Linked DNA regions of Rattus norvegicus: region 1 is linked to region 2. The links are chromatin contacts, called in public Hi-C maps. All regions are on one chromosome and are shown on one strand. The core of a region is the stretch at or near the end of the contact, and the rest is flanking DNA. Distances in the headings are between cores, read along the strand shown.

Evidence for each region. A called contact is a pair of places that touch in the nucleus more often than the background predicts.
Region 1: a contact with region 2 is called in a Hi-C map of liver, with 2.4 times the contacts expected there. The contact joins the promoter of Lrrc8d here to the enhancer-like site in region 2. A contact is called at or near these places in 3 of 12 Hi-C or Micro-C datasets (liver, mammary epithelial cells and psoas muscle).

Annotation. Positions count from the first base shown.
Region 1 is chr14:4,348,886-4,351,616 of GRCr8, reverse strand. It overlaps Lrrc8d (leucine rich repeat containing 8 VRAC subunit D), which reads left to right and starts at 1,381. Exons shown (of 2, transcript NM_001008338.1): 1 at 1,381-1,554. The coding sequence starts at 1,551.
Region 2 is chr14:4,300,677-4,303,501 of GRCr8, reverse strand. No RefSeq gene overlaps it. Among named protein-coding and RNA genes, the nearest start is that of Zfp326, 17 kb to the right of the region's middle. Within about 2 kb of position 1,516, at least 24 of the 93 cell types and tissues checked have an H3K27ac peak or open chromatin away from gene starts, as enhancers often do. A contact at or near this core is called in liver, where this site is marked.

The DNA.
Region 1 (2,731 bases), core at 132-2,631, 48 kb before region 2:
CCCAGCCTGCTGAGTCATCTCGGTTCTGCCTTGCTGGCTAGGACTCCCAAGCCGAATTCAGTTTGCCTTTCCTGCCTGAGTGAGCGTTCTGCTGGTCAAACAGCTCTTTTGTGCAGGTCTCTGGGGGTTCGTGTAGACAGGGAGCGGATTTGAGGGGAAGACCTGCTCGGCTGAATTCAGGTTACAAGAAACACCCGGTGGGTAACCTACACCTCTCCAGCCCAACCTGCCAGCATTTGCTCATGCAGAAAGACTGCTGTGACCTGGCATTGAGAACACAAAGTGTTTCAAAAGCTTCGTCCTTCTTGGAGGTGCCAGGCTTCCCGTCTGCCACTCTGCTCATGGGCCAGAGAGCCATAACCTTTCTTTTTTTTTTTTTTTTTTTCGGAGCTGGGGACCGAACCCAGGACCTTGCGCTTCCTAGGCAAGCGCTCTACCACTGAGCTAAGTCCCCAGCCCCGAGCCATAACCTTTCTTACCACTTTGGTTCCTAATCACCGGGGATGAGCCTCAAGCAAGAATAAAAACAGAAGGGCAGACAAGTACTGCATAAGCCTCTGCTTCAGAACTTGAAAACTAAACACGGCCAAGCCAAAGACATCTTTTACCCCCTTCCCTGTTTGCCTCGGCCTGATGTAACCTCCTCCTTAAATTACGCGGCTTTGTTAGAAAACAGTTCTAATCTCCTCCAACACTCCCCGACCCCCCCCCCCCGCCCAAGTGGTTTAGTTTTTTCCAGGTTCTGTCCTAGTGAGCTCACTTATTTCTTCCGAATAGTTGAGTTGTTAGAAGTGACCATGGTGGGATTCGTCCCCACGCACAGGGAGTGGTAGGCAAATGGTAACAGCTCTCCAAGGTGAGTCACAAGGCAGCGGTGCACAGAGGTCCTGGGATCTTACATACCGGGAACTGGGAACGGGTTGCTTCTGTCATTCACGTGGACTTGCTCCTTAAAATGTACTAAATTTTTCTTAACGTTATATCATCCACGGGAGCCCGATGTTTTTTTTAAACTAAAAATGTTTCGTGAGGAGGCCAGTAAATCCTTAGAGCACCAGCCCCCTGCCCCCACCCAACAAAGGGAAATGGCATGTTGTTTTTGACGCTGTGATTCAGAGAATTTATTTTATAGCCATTTGTCGTGTGTCTTGTGTCCAGGGCAGCCAGAAACAGATACTAAATATGCAGAGACCAGTAAGACACGCTCTTTCCTCTGAAATGGCTCAGTTCGTTGAATGAACAGCAGTTAGAGCCTAGTGCGTTCACGTTAATGAACTGCGGGCGATGAAGTGTGGAAACTCAGAGGTGGCCCTGTTAACTCAGCCGTGCAGTGGGACAGAAGGCTTTGCTAAGACACATTGGGAGTTACAGTTTGAGCCCACGAAGGTGACTGCAGGTCCGTCCCTATTCAGGCATCGTCTCCCACATGAGGGATCTAAGGCTCGGAGACATTAGGTGACCTTGCCTTAGACCCGGCAGCAGTCTATGTAGACTCACGGCAAGAATTATGCTGGGACTCTCCTCCTCCTGCTGGAAATTGAGCTTGGATCATGGGTAGGTTTACCCTGTAAGAGTCATGGGGACACAGGTCAGCCTGCGTTGTTGTGGGGCTACTGTACAAGGGATGTTGGTTGGCTTTTGGCTTTTAAAAGTCTCCTTCCTGTAAATGGACGACGTGCATTGTCTGACATTTAATTACAAAGGGCAGGACACTCAAGACACCTTGGGACTGGGTTCGTGTGTGACTCTCGGGGAGTCTGAGGACACCAGGCACACCAGACCGTCCATCATGTAGTATAATTAAACACAGGACAGAAAGACTGAAGGAGTCATTTTCATCTGTTTTGCTGAGCTGTGTTCACTACAGACTTACTGATTTGCATCGGATCACTCAGGGTTGAGCACTGTCCTCGACTAACATCTACTTACGACTGTGTCACCACTGTGCTGCTTAAAAGCGGGCTGGCGTGGCTGCCTGGCTTCACACGTCTGTACAAAGTCTTGGGGTACATGTATTCTATCAAGTTTGTCCACCAAACATTTGGGAATTTATTTACTTATGATTTTGTTGGTTTGTTTGAGATAGAGTCTGACTATGTAGCCCAGGTTGGCCTGGAAACAACTCTTTGGCTTCTTCTGTGTTGTTGGCCTATGTTTTTGTGGGGCTACTGTAGAGCAGGCTGACCTCAAACTCAGGGGCATTCTTCCAGTGTGTGTCTCATGAGTACTGAATTACAGGCTTTCCTGCGTACCCGGTTTTATATTATTGTTTTGTCTTTGAGATAGCGTCTCTCCCTGTGTAGCCAAGATCGCTTTTCAGATCATGGTCCTGCTGCCTCAGCTTCCCGAGTGCTGGAATTAAATGTGTGCACAACTGCACATAACTTGCAAATGTATCTTATTCTGTCACCGTGCCTTCTGATTTGTGGCACTGGGTGGATTAGTCTAATGCCCTGACCAAGAAACGTGTAAATTATGATGAATCATAGCTTGAATTAATTTGCTTCATTTCCTGTGGACATATTTATATAAAGCATTAAGAATAACCTTTTGAATAAAAAATATGTTCTTTCAAAAATATTAATAAGAGTATGATAAATATGCACGCATGTGCACACACACACACACTTCTTTATTCTTTTAGAATTCTGATAAGTTCTTTCTCAGCAGTGGGTTTCAGTGATGGATTTTGATTTTGAACCTAAGTATTATTGACTAAGGAAAAAAAAAC
Region 2 (2,825 bases), core at 267-2,766:
CACATGCATACATATATGCACATACATGCATATATGCATATATACATATACACATACATACACATACATATATGTGTATATACATATACGCATACATACACATATACATACATATATATACCTATATACACACATACACATATACATCATACATACACATATATACACACATATATATGTATGTACCTACATACATACATACAGACAGAGGCACATCCACACATAGAATGGTTAGAGCAAAGCTCCAGCAAGCAGGCGCCAAGCATTTCATACATACATACATAAATACTCACAACTGGTAGATGGAGCAAGCTCCAACACACGCCCAGACAAGCCTTTACACACAAACACACACACACACACACACACACACACACACACACACACACACACAGTTGCTGGGTGGAAGGACCAATGTTCCAGCATCTACCTGACTCACACAAACTTTATACATATACACACACACACATAGTTAATGGAGGGAATTATATCCCCACTCACACAAACTTTATACATATACACACACATACACGTAGTTAATGGAGGGTACTGTGTTCCCCACTCACACAAACCTTACACATACACACACATGCACAGAGTTGACGGATGGGAGAAACAAATGTTCTAGCCCCGGTTCTTTCTTCTTCTCCCATAGTTTATATATTCCAGCAAAATCTTTCAAGCAGTGCAAAATTTCAATGTGATTACTTTTTAGTTTTCTTCTAGTGAACGATTATGAAAAAAAAAAACTGTGTTTTTCAATACCTTTACAAGAAATAACATTACATAGCACGGGTAAAGAAAATAAATTATTTCCCCAACCCCACGTACATTTGGAACTAAGCAACTCGTTATAGATTAAGAAAGTGTAAGCAAGCAAGGGATTTTCCTCAGCCAGTGTCTCTTACTGGTGGCCAGCAGCTGAAGTTACAAAGAAAGGGTCAATTGATTTATTATTTATCTTTAAAAGTGACCTTGCAAGAATCTTAAGAGAATCGCACGCCTAAACTTTTATATAAAAATCAGTCGTATCTACCTTAAATCCTCAGAATGCACATCTACTCATCAGCAAATCTTATGAATCCTATCAGGAAGCCAAGGGCAAAAATGGGTTCAAGAAATCAGTCGTCAGCAGCCCAGCCTCAGCGAGAGTCACGTCAGCCATGCTGCCCTTGTTCTTGTTCCCTGACCATGAAAGGTCCCAGCTTAACTAAGAAGGGTGCCTTTCTGAACTTCGGATTGTTCCCTGAGGTTTTCTACATCAGAGCCAGTAGTGAAAATATCTCGATCTGGCTTCACCAACAGCATTTATTTTTCCAAATGCTTTCTATCTACGTCTCCAAGTTGACAATCTACGCCTCTAAGTTATTCTCTACCCAGCGAGGGGCCGGAAGCCCCTTAGAGTTTCACACAGCTCTCGGATTAAGAGGGAAGTGAGAGCAGCAAGCAGAACAGAACTCTGTAACACGTGGTCCTCAGGGCTGTGTCACACTGAGACTCACCCGTGTGGCTGTGGTAACCCTTGGGCCGGAATCCATTTTGTCCCTCCTCCTGCGTGGCCCTCAGCAGAAGCCGTAGGCTGGAGAAGCAATGCTACCGACACCTTAACCAAGGTTCAGTACCCAGAAGAGAGAACCCACGGTGCGATCCACCCAGAATTTGGCACTTTGTCATGGAGCCCTGGGAGTCTGCTATGCCTTCCCTTCTCTCCTCGTGGCTTTTTTTACTTTTATTTTTTTTTAAATTAGGGCTCCTGGGACTAAATCCCATCTAAGTTTCTTTAATTCCCCCATCCTTTCTCAAATCCTTTTAGGAAAATCCCAAAACCTCGGTCTATAAGGATCACAGCGAGGAGGGAAAGAGTGAGCGCGTATTGAAAAATCTTGGCTCGGGGCTGGAGAGATGGCTCAGTGGTTAAGAGCTCTGACTGCTCTTCCAGAGGTCCTGAGTTCAAATCCCAGCAACCACATGGTGGCTCACAGCCATCTGTAATGAAATCTGATGCCCTCTTCTGGTGTGTCTGAAGACAGCTACAGTGTACTTATATATAATAAATAAATCTTAAGAAAAAAAAAAGAAAAATCTTGGCTCACACGGTGACTTGAGCCGCTGTCGTCACAGTGGCTTATTAGTGATTATCTATACAGATTAGGAAAATGAGGGCCAGGGGTTACACGTCGGCGAAAGTGATCAAGGCACTCAGCAAATGCTCATTAACCATCTACCAGGTTCACAGAGAGCCTGGTGGCTGGCACACGTCGTAATTCCAGCTCTCTGGGGGCAGACACCGAGATCATTACACATTCAAGGGAAGCCTGGTTTACAGAGCAAGTTCTGGGCCAGCCAGGGCTACACAGTAAGACCCTGTCTTCAAACAAGCAAACAAATAAAATAAAGTAAGAATCTTCCATGTCTAATAGGAAAAGAAGACATCGAGCAGCCCACAGATTAGAGAGGCTAGGAGAGGGTTACCTTTAGGCTTTTTGTAGGCGCTCTAAGCAAAGGCTCCTGTAGTCAGTGTGTCAAGTCAAGCAGGGGGCCAGGAGAAACCACCACGAATGCTAAACTGGACCTGGAAGAATCCCGTAGCAGGGAGCCAGGCAGAGGCGTGGAGGCCTTGCCCAGCCAGTGAGGCCCCCTCTTGTCTCGTAGGCTAAGCCTACAGTCCCGATCTTAGAGGGAGACTAGGCCATTTCTCATCCACTGTCCGTCAGCGGCACACACTGGCTTTAGATTACCAAAGCCCATTGTCTTTGTTTTCTAATGTACTTTTACTTCTGTGTTTGCCTCGAGTTTTCACGCAAGCATATCTTATATATATGAGG